2 separate regions of the Sorghum bicolor genome follow, and region 1 is linked to region 2. A link is a contact called in public HiCAR-type data. All regions are on one chromosome and are shown on one strand. Each heading gives the region's core, a stretch centred on a gene start, on an enhancer-like site or on the middle of the called end of the contact. The rest is flanking DNA. Distances are from core to core; before and after follow the strand shown. Region 1 holds the start of LOC8064998 (endoplasmin homolog). Region 2 holds the start of LOC8069195.

What was found. HiCAR-type assays count read pairs that join an accessible place to other places.
Region 1: a HiCAR-type map of leaf shows a contact between it and region 2, with 2.0 times the contacts expected there. The contact joins the promoter of LOC8064998 here to the promoter of LOC8069195 in region 2. A contact is called at or near these places in 1 of 4 Hi-C or Micro-C datasets (leaf mesophyll) and 1 of 1 datasets of contacts at active chromatin or transcription factors (leaf).

The regions. Positions count from the first base shown.
Region 1 is chr10:60,221,196-60,226,857 of Sorghum_bicolor_NCBIv3, reverse strand. LOC8064998 (endoplasmin homolog) reads left to right here and starts at 3,583. Exons shown (of 15, transcript XM_002438985.2): 1 at 3,583-3,735; 2 at 4,550-4,670; 3 at 4,761-4,914; 4 at 4,995-5,075; 5 at 5,170-5,281; 6 at 5,385-5,511; 7 at 5,598-5,662. The coding sequence starts at 3,669. LOC8069197 (basic leucine zipper 23) reads left to right here. Exons shown (of 3, transcript XM_021449388.1): 3 at 1,753-2,266.
Region 2 is chr10:60,187,869-60,192,991 of Sorghum_bicolor_NCBIv3, reverse strand. LOC8069195 reads right to left here and starts at 2,915. Exons shown (of 12, transcript XM_021449227.1): 1 at 2,443-2,915; 2 at 379-704; 3 at 186-293; 4 at 18-108. The coding sequence starts at 2,601.

The DNA.
Region 1 (5,662 bases), core at 2,334-4,833, 33 kb before region 2:
TTATGGGTTGCTCATTTCGTCATATTTCATCTTGCTAGATATGCTTCCTGCTAAATTCTAATAGCCTTTTCCTAGGCATCCCAGCTGCTACCTGCGAGCCATGCTATGCTTGAATCATGTTCCAGCAAAGGAAATCAGGACACTACATTTTGCACGCTAAAAGAAATAGCTGGGGCCTCTATGCAGGGATCCTGATTCAAGGTCTCATGGTACCGCATAACAGTTATGCATGCATTAACACCTCCAAATTTTTTCTAATCATGACTAAAGATTTCTGGCAATTCCGATTTTGTCAAATCCATAAGCTAGAGTTTTATTTTCAACTGGATGCTTTCTACCTTTTCAGACCTCCTAAGTCATCTGTGGCTGGTTGAAAAAAATAATATTACCCATTTTATCATTATCTTTTTTACACATTTCATTAGTTTCAAGCACCAAAACTATTTACAACATGGAAATGACTTAACCTGGGTTTCAGCCTGTTAGTATTCAAGGCTCAAGCCATGGTACATCTGTTTTAACCTAACAGAGTAGCTCTTGTTTTCGACCTAGTCCCATATGTAGCCGCTGCCTGTATGTGAGCAAAAACAGGAGGGAACATTTTGTCATTTTTTCGTACCTGCTGCCAATGCCTGCAGTGCACCATGCCTACACCACCGTTGCCACCTCCCTCCATGATATGTTCCATGCTTTGAAAGATATAATATGCCTTAAGTTTATGGGTTAGTTAGATTTACAGTCAGGGAGAGCCAATGGACTTGTCTTGGTCGTGATATAGTGGGTACTCAGGTGACTAAATTTGACTTTACGACTTAAAAACTGCTTAGTTCTATAGGAGTGTGATACTTTTTAAGATTGTGCCACTGGGCTTCTGAATGCAGGTTTCCATTTTTTTTTCTCGGTGCTACTTTTAATTATTTCATGTTTGGTCAGTTGACCAATCTACACTGGATTTTTTCCTTGACAAATCCAGCTTTGACCTGTGACCGAGCCATTTTATTGGTAAATTATGTTACCAGAAAATAGTAAATTAGGACACTACATTGTGCATGTTTCAAGAAAAAAAGAGAGACAATGTTGTGCACTTGAGAAAACGATAATTAGGACATTATACCATGGTACCATATAGCAGTACTATAGACAACAATAACCTCCAAATTTTGATACTTCTGAAGAGTATTTTGTTTCACAGTGATTTCGTATTAGCATAAGTAGCTATTGGGGATTGTAATACTTGGGTTGGTGGCTGGGCTTTTTTTGGGAAAAAAAATGTGATATCTCCCTGTAAACTGTGTGTTCTCGGTTTGGAAGGCAGTTCTTTAGGTTGTACCATTTGTGTATCTTGCTGTGCACCAGTTTTCCTGCTTTATATCAAGCTGTTTTTGTTATGAATTTTAATATAATCTTTTTTGTGGTATGTCCATTTCATTTTTTCAATTACTGGACTGTTATGAATTTGTTACAGAATGTAGCTATTTCTCATATCTTACAAAGGAACTTCAAGAAAAAAAAAAACAGAAGATGTCTTATTCTTCAAATACTTCCAAGTCGTATCCATCTGGATAGGTTCATATATTTACCTTAGCACTTGATAGTCAATAGCCCCCCTCCTTTTTTTTTTCTTTGCATGATTTACATTAAATAAACCTGATAAAAATGGTGGCATTTTATTATTTACCACCTTTCCTGCTGCTAGGAACTTTTCATGTTCTAAACTCACAAGTAACACCTGTTCTATTGCTCTTTTTTCAGGACTCCTGACAGTGTTTATGGCCTCTCCTTTTCGGAGACTGCTGGGGCTTCCCGTTCTGCCTCAAAAGGAACGCTGTATAAACTGCTAGCTCTTCTATGTAGGACCGCACTGGTTCAAACTGCTATGTGTGTGAGTTCGTCGCCCATGATGCTTCTATGGTGCCTGAGGCGATTCAAGTTTGTTAGCTCTAGAGCTGACAAGACATCCTTGTTTATTTTCCTTAGTTCCCAGATGCTTTCTGATCAAGTGCAGAACTGGACCGGATCTGAAGGAGTCGAACATGAACTGGTTAAAAATTGGCATATGTGGTCTAAGACGCTCAGATTTTTGTAGAGAATCTCAAGTTTAATGTAAACCCTGTTGCCCATGTAGATGCATCGTTCCTGAAATCCCTTTGTGGGTGCCATGTCTCTCTGCTGCTGTGTGCGTGATCTGAGGGAACCTGGATTCGTTTATTGTTTGAATGTTTTACTATTTCATTCGCAAATAAATAATTTGTTGCATTGATTGGAATTTGCATGGTTAGTTTAATAACTTTAGCCCTGACAATTCTGATGCATCAGCAATTCTCTCTCTTATTACCTGTGATGCTGTTACCGACAAGTGCGTCCGACAACAGCATTTGCTTCCTCCAATAAGCGCAGAATCCTCAAGAGATCTTTAGGTGCTGAATGATTGGCGTTAAACGGTGCATATTCGTTGAGCTGTTTAAGCACCTGCTGCAGCTCGCATAAATCTCTTCAGAAGCAAGAGTCTATCTTGAGCATCACGTAGCACGGATGGGATAATTTGATCGGTAATAGTAGCAACCTCTTTATTCATCCTGCCCATCATCATCCCCTTTCTAGTTGCCATTTTAGTCCTTCACACAAATATATAGACAAACTAAGTGGACATGGCTCCGTAGAGTTCAGGAAAGAAGCATAATTTGAATACTAGTACAGAAACGGAAGTGAACCCAGATGGACATTGTACTCAGCAAGTGTCTTCCCATCGTCAACAAGCTCATTGCCGTCAAATTAAATGTGAGGTTGTCGCCGAACATCTTCACGGAAACACATGATGCATTGTTCTAATCGGCGAGCGTCTGCCCTGCCCACACACAAAGATCGATGATCTGCCTCTGCTGCATGCTCCCGGCCCGTATCTTCGCCTTGACATCGCCATTGCGCATCTTCACCAAATCCCATTATCTGTAAATCATGAGACGAATCTTTTAAGCCTAGTTAGTTCATGGTTGGACAATGTTTATCAAATACAAACGAAAATATTACAGTGTCAAACTTCAAAAAAAATTTTGCATCTAAACAAAGCCTTATTAATTTGCATCCCACTGAGCTTTGGCCTTCAGAAGACTGACGAAATGCCTGATGGCGCAATCAGAATTAAGGTCCAGCACCATAGCGTTCCAAGCACGGCCATCGACCGGTCGCTCGTCAACGCACGTTGACTGACTTGTGGGCCACCCCGTCGCTCCAGCCCCACCACAACACCCCTTTCTTTCCTGAACAAAATTATCCGGTAAGCACGCGCTTCGAACTTTCTAGCAGCCCATCGACGTGGGTGACCCGGCCTGCGTCCAATCACATCACTCCACGTGTCCACCATTCAAGGGGCACACGAGATCCCAGCCCTTGGAGCACGCAGATCTCCCCATCGGACGGCAGAGACCCTCATCCCCGCTCCCGCACCACGTCAAGTCCGCTGGCGTCGCCCATTGAGAAACCGCCACGTGGACAGGATCCAATCGCGGCCGTCCGCTCGTCCACGTGGCCGTATCGCACCCGCGTGGACCGAGCGCACGGGTCTCCTGGCCCCGGCCCGTTTTAAAGGGGCTTTCGTCTCCGGCGCAGAGCGCGACGAACTCATCACTGGTGGTGCTCCGCAGAGTGAAGCGAAGCGAGGCGAGACGACGATGCGCAAGTGGGCGCTCTCCTCCGCGCTGCTCCTCCTCTTCCTCCTCACCACCCTCCCCGACCCAGGCATGACCCCGCGTGCCGGAGATCTCCAGTTTTTTACTTTTCCGTTGATTTTTGTGTGTGTGTGTGTGGTTTGTCGATCCCGGTGTTCTCGAGGCGATTGGTGGCGGATTCCGTGTCGCCCGATCACTAATTAGCTCTGCCCGTCGGCTCATCTTAGTTTCGCGTAGTGTTTCCTGTCCAGTCTGTCTGAATATGAGCACCCTGTGTGATGGATCGCGCGGTAAATTTCCGACCGGAAGGACACGGTCGTAGCTGCTACTAGATTCGTTGGGGGTAGAGGATGGTGACACTGGATGCGATCTCTGCTAGAAAATTTCATTCCAATTTGTTGCTAGATCTCGTGTTCCGCTAGATGGGGAAGTGAGCGGCCCCTGGTCTTTTCGATCCAATATAATGGCAGGGTTTGTTTCGAGTTCGAGATTGCTGACTAGATCTTCGATTCGTCATGGGGCTCTTCACATTTTTCTTTTAGTTTACTGGTGATGAGCATGTGGTTTGTTCCGTTTGGGGGTTTAATGGGGTTTAGACCTGTAACTTCATCCATTTTTAGCTGTTACCTACATGGATCTTATCTGCGGGGTAAATGTACTGCTCACTTGACTGATCAAGTGCTCCAGTATATCATGCTATTTTTAGTAAATTTGAGGACTCTCTGCACATGTCCCTATCATACTACTCTTGGCGAATTGGTGAATTTAAAGGACCTTCTAGTCTAGTGGCAGCTTTGGTTTCCATTTACTGTGCTGTACCTGCATACCAAAAGCCTACATATAAGTGGAATTTCAATCTTGTACTGACCCTGCCTATTCTGCAGCTAAGAAGCTACAGGTGAATGCCGAGGAGAGCAGCGATGACTTAGCTAACCCACCGAAGGTAGAGGAGAAGCTTGGTGCTGTCCCTCATGGTCTGTCTACCGACTCTGATGTTGCCCAGAGGTGCGCACGGCCTTGTGATCAGTGCTGATTATTACTGCTTTGCCATGTTATCGATACTTTTTATGAACAATATGATTTTGTTGTGTGCAGGGAAGCCGAGTCTATCTCTAGGAAGACTCTCAGGAGCTCAGCCGAGAAGTTTGAGTTCCAAGCTGAGGTGTCCAGACTCATGGACATCATCATCAACTCACTCTACAGCAACAAGGATATCTATTTGAGGGAGCTCATCTCCAATGCCTCTGATGTATGTATTACATCTGATCCCTGTGTTTATTCTTCATTGTGGATGCCCAAAATTAACACTGGTGTTCTGCATGTCTGTAGGCTTTGGATAAGATTAGGTTCCTTTCCCTTACTGATAAGGAGGTTCTGGGCGAAGGTGACACTGCAAAGCTTGAGATTCAGGTACGTGGGATTTCAGTGCGAGAGCCTTTTTTTTTTTGGCATCATATCTTGCTTTAGAATTGGACCTTAAGGCGTCTGGCCTATGCCAATGCAGATTAAGTTGGACAAAGAGAAGAAGATCCTCTCCATTCGGGATAGGGGTATTGGTATGACCAAGGAAGATCTTATTAAGAACCTTGGAACCATTGCTAAGTCTGGAACTTCAGGTATTGTTCCTTCATCTTTCCGTCTGATTACTGCAATCCAATATTTGTTAAATATTATAGGATTACGCTCTCAAATAATTTGAATTGTTTGCCACCTTTGCAGCTTTTGTGGAAAAGATGCAGTCCGGAGGTGACCTCAATCTTATTGGACAGTTTGGTGTTGGTTTCTACTCTGTGTACTTGGTTGCTGACTATGTCGAAGTGGTCAGCAAGCACAATGATGATAAACAGTAAGATATTTTTGTCTGATTTTGTATTCATGTGTTGATTTACCATTGTAGTTGCCTAATGTTATTGCGGTGTTGTACTCTTTTAGATATGTCTGGGAATCAAAAGCTGATGGATCATTTGCTATCTCTGAGGATACATGGAATGAGCCCC
Region 2 (5,123 bases), core at 1,666-4,165:
CTTTACAGCATACGTACAGAAGTGTTTTGTGCCAAATTAATCAATTTCTGGACAGTAGCTTCCATACTCTCCTTTGAATGATCCTGAGATGTATTATCTGTCGCTAACCTGCATATCAAAGTAATTCAGAGAACATCAAGTGCTAATATGATTTTAGATAGCGATAACTCAGATGAAAAGCATACTTTTCAGAGGCATACTTGTCGAAATATCGCCCCAAGTTATGCCATATAGGATCTTTGCAGAGGTTGCCAAATCGTATAACTTCTCTTGAAAAGATGGCAAGTTCTTCCCTGTATGATCCCATTTTTCAAGTCCAAGTCAGCCACAGTTTTGACTAAAGCAACTGAGAGTATTCAGAGCAAGTTCAAATCATACCTTTTATCAACGGCAGCAATATGCAACAGCTCAATGGTATTTGAGGACACCAATATTCGCACTCCATCTGAATGCAGAATCTCTTTCTTGAGCTCTTCTATACTCTCATCAGAGCATGACCTCCACAAACTAGAAGCTTTAGCTATTGTATTTGCAACTTCAAATGCTAAAATACAGGCTTTATTCCCCCGGTTGGTTCCCCCAGAGAGAAAGCCGCTGCCAGGATTCAAATTTGTCATGCTACTCCCGAGCGTATCTAACACTTCAACAGCCTTTTCCAGACCAGCAATGCTAGCTCTTCCCAAAAATGTACCTGTGTCTGATACCTGGCAGAACTTAGTATGTCAGAGTTCATGTGAAAAGACCTACTGCTATGCTCTCATGTAATAATCTCTTAGTTTTATTTCATCATCTACAAATAGAAAGCTAACTAGCTGTTGCAGAAAACAGTGTCAAGAAAAGGAGGTTGAATATATTATCACTTTAGGAAACATGACATTAGGTGCGAGCTCATGAGAGATAAAGCCAGATTTATATATTCTAAGAATGCTATTCTGGTCTGAAATGTTAAAAGTTATGAAACAGCACTACTAAAAAATGAAGTTCATGCAACTAGTTGGAAACAAGAAACATTGAATGAGCTTGATAAAAATAAAAATAAAAATAAAAAGGAGATGTCAGTCCTTCAAAGTTGTTCCATTGCTCTTCTGAATTTACTGTGAAACAGAAGATTATCCTTAGCTTGATGATAACAGATCAGACCAGGGTAAGATGGTGAATTCCCTTAACCAGATGAGGACTAGGAAGACAAGGAACATATGGTAGCACACAGCGGAACTCTGCATGGACAACCAAAAATGCTGAATTCCCTTTAACCAAAAGTTTTAATATCTTGTAGCCTTGTTTTTGATATGTCCAGCTATGAGATTCCAGATTTGCAGGATCATGCTCAATCACCTAGCCACTGCTTATCCAAATATTTATCTACACATGTTTTTTTTATAAGATTGTCTACACCTCTTGACAGCAATATGCAGTAAGACTGGTGTTTGTCCATTGTGTCACAGTTTGTAGTTTGACAAACTCCTTGCACATTCAGAGGAGAGCACCCTCCTAGCTGCGAATAAAAAAACTGGAAACTTCATGCCTCTGGAAGAGTAAGATGGTATGATTTGTCGACTCCAAGAGTAGAACGGTCAGACACAATTTCGCGTTGTGTGTCGCAGGCTTGACCACTCCAGAGGGTAGACTTTTGCTGACAGCAACCTGAATGTAGATTAAGCCCTTCACTTATCCCAGTGATCAAAACAAGAGAATCGTCCTCCTGGGAGAGAGCTTAGAATATACTTATGCCAAAAGAAGGGCCGCCAAGCTTGACTTCACATTGTATGCCGACATGACATGCAGATTTGTGGACTGGCTTTTATTATTGGCTTTACCTGTTGTATGTATGTATGTATCTGTTCCCGTCTCCTTCCCTTTACCCGGTAATCGAGCACATGCAGATTTGGCAACAGATACCGAAACACCATCAACCATTATTCTGGAATTCTGATCAAACGGACTGTTTTGCTAAAGGTGATAATGGACAATTTTGCTAAAGGTGATTAGTGTGAAGGGCTTGATAAAGACTGCGCGGCGGTGCTAACTGAATGAATGAGGCGGAAACAGCTTCAGCCTTCCGGCGAGCCGACGACGACGACGACGACGAGCGTTGCGTGTCCTCCGTTCAAACGCGGCGGCGTCGCTGAGCAGACAGGGCTGGGAACTGGGAGCCAAACCTTTTGGGAACTCTGGCGACGAAGTGGTGAGCCTCGCTAGCGAATCGAATCAGGATAGATTGATAAAAGTCGGGAGCTCCGTCTCCATGGTGACCAGAAATTGCAGCAGAGCAGCAGCACCGCACCTCCATGCATGCACCGAATAAGGCAGCGAGAGCCGCGGCAGCATGCGCGAAGCGTGGCGGGGAGGGGGGAGGAAGGAGCGGGCAGCGTTGAGAGATAGAGAAGGAGGGAGAGGAGGTAGCAGCCAGCCACAGCCAGCGACTGAAGGGAAGGTAGGTACCTTGTGGGAGTGAGGCGGCTTGGGCGGCGGGATGGCGAGCTCGCCGGAGTCGAAGTCCCCGGGCCCGTACCTCCCGCGGCGCGCGTCGTAGGCGGTCGCCAGCGAGCCCGGCGCCGCCGGCTCGTCCTCCGGGAACCGCCTCGAGCACACGCACCCCATGGCCGGCTTGGCTTCTCGCCGGAGTCGGGCGATTAGGAACCGGCAGAAAGAGGACACGCACGCGCGCGCGCTCTGGAGGCTGGAGCCCTGGCGCCTATTCCTTATGCTTGCTGCTCGTCGCTCCGACGCCTCCCAGCGGCGGAGTTGGTGGGGGTGGTGCGCACGGGTGGTCGCGGGTTTGAATGAACTTTGAAGTCGCGGGTGGAGTGGAATGGGAGACGGAGGCGAGGGCGAGGGGCGGTGCCGGTGCGTGGTGGTGGGATTGACGAGGGAGCGCCCGAGCCGAGACGACGGCGGGGTTGGTTTGGGGCTTTGTGGGGATGGGTCGCTTTTTGTTCCGTGGCCTGGGCGCCTGGCGTGGCGTGGCGTGTGGTGTGCCCCGTCCCGGCTGCCCCGTCCCGTCTCCCAACCATGCTGTCCATGTCCATCCATGGTCGATGGGTCGTCGTCGCCGTGGGCAACCTTTGACTCGTTCCGTCCGTCTTCTCTTCCGTCCCACGCCCGGCCTCTCTGTCTCTGTCGCCATCGTCGTCCTCCTCCTCTCCTCCATCCGTCGCTCTCCTTTCCCTGCGCTGCGCTGCACTGCAGTCTGCACCCGCACGCACTTCCCCTTGCCAGTTTACACTTTCACCTGAGGGTCGTCGTCTCTCTACAGTCTACAGTACGTACATGGCTGTCTTCACTTTTACCACGGCAGAAGACGTGCAGTAGTAAAGGTTTTTTTCATTATATATAAAATTAAAAAATATATCCCTTTTACACTGCCATTTCTTCGCCTCAGGGTTTCTTCCTCTACTACTACGTGGGAATTGGGATCCGTTGCCTTCACTTTTACCACGGCTGCCCCTCAAAAGAAAACTTTTTATCACGGCCGAATAATATGTGCGGTGAAGTTTTTTATTATTATTATTATTATTATTATTATTATTATTATTATTATTATTATTATTATTATTATTATTATTATTATTATTATTATTATTATTATTATTATTATTATTATTATTATTATATTAAAATATTCTAAAATAAAAGATAAATAAACAAAATAGCTGTGTAGAAATATAGTTAAAAAAATTTATTTCCTCCAGAAACCATAGTCCTTCCATCTTGTGGATATATATTCTTTTAAAAAACTCTTTTCTCTGTGGACATCGTAGTACTTCCATCTTGACTGGTAGTGGAAGGTAGGATCAGCTCTCTTTTTTTTACTGTAAGTGTTTTTTGTTTTTGTTTTTGACAACGTTGTAATGGTAGACTGGACCGGCACCGAGTCAGGCTCATAAAATGCGTGTACGTGGTAACTACGCCGCGGCCTGGCTGGCACCGCTGTAATTGGATTCCAGCCAATGAAACTAATTAAAAACCGTAAACTTTGACCTCATGCAGTAGTTGTAGTTGGTGTCTCCGGTTCTTTTTTTTAAAAAAAAAAATTGCACAACGATGACACGTGAGAACATGGTGTTTGGTTGACCTATTGGCTATTTACAGTTGCGATCCTTTCGGGACTTATTTAGATCAACATCTCAAAACTTTAGACCTAGCTCAGCTTTGAGATCTAAAACTCTAATATGAGATGGACTAAAGTTTAGAGCTAACTTTAAACTATATATTTATAGCTTTAATTCTAGGAAGATCCAAATAGACCCTTAATAAAAGGAAATAAATTTGGTTTCATCTCCTATATGACAAAGATGATTAGAGCAATTATTATATCACTAACTAGTCAAACAATCGGTGTTCTAGAACTAAAAAAATATAGTTGCACGAGTATTAAAAAAATTAATAGATATGTACATCTAATCAAAATTGATTATTTTAGTTTTCAGTATGTATTTTCTAACATAGACACTCTGTAATCTCTACAAGGTTATAATAGATTTGTCAATTAATATATATGTGTTTCGTCATTGTGATGTACTTTTGTGAGTTTTTAACATGTATTGTTCAGTTGGAAACTTTGTTAAGTTATATGATCTCTTATAGTATCTTTTTGTGACATCATAAATTTATATTTTAGCTGTAAATTTTGATGTTATCAGTTGTTCCAATTAACCTAGTTTAGTTTGTTCTATTTGTACTGTTATTCATGAAAAAAGAACTCATTTTGTTATTCCAAACCATAAGATATTTTAGCTTCTCTAGATTCATAGCTTCTGCTACGTAGTATGTTTTTTTATAGAACAGGAAGGGCAAGGAGCCCCTACTGAGAATATATTAAAAATAGTGAAACAAGTACAAAGAAAGGAATAACAAAACAGAACAAAACAATGAATCTAGATATATGTTATCTATATACATAGTACATGGTAAAGTTATGAATCTAGAGATACCAAAACGTCATATAATTTGGGACGAAGGAAGTATATTATCTATTGAGCACACCTAATTTATATATTTTAACTAAACTGTTGGAGCCACACCGCGCATGCTATCCATATGTCACGGAATGCATCCATCGGATGGCATGCATATATAGATGATAAATCACACATAGTTCACCCTAAAAGCCAAAAAGTTTT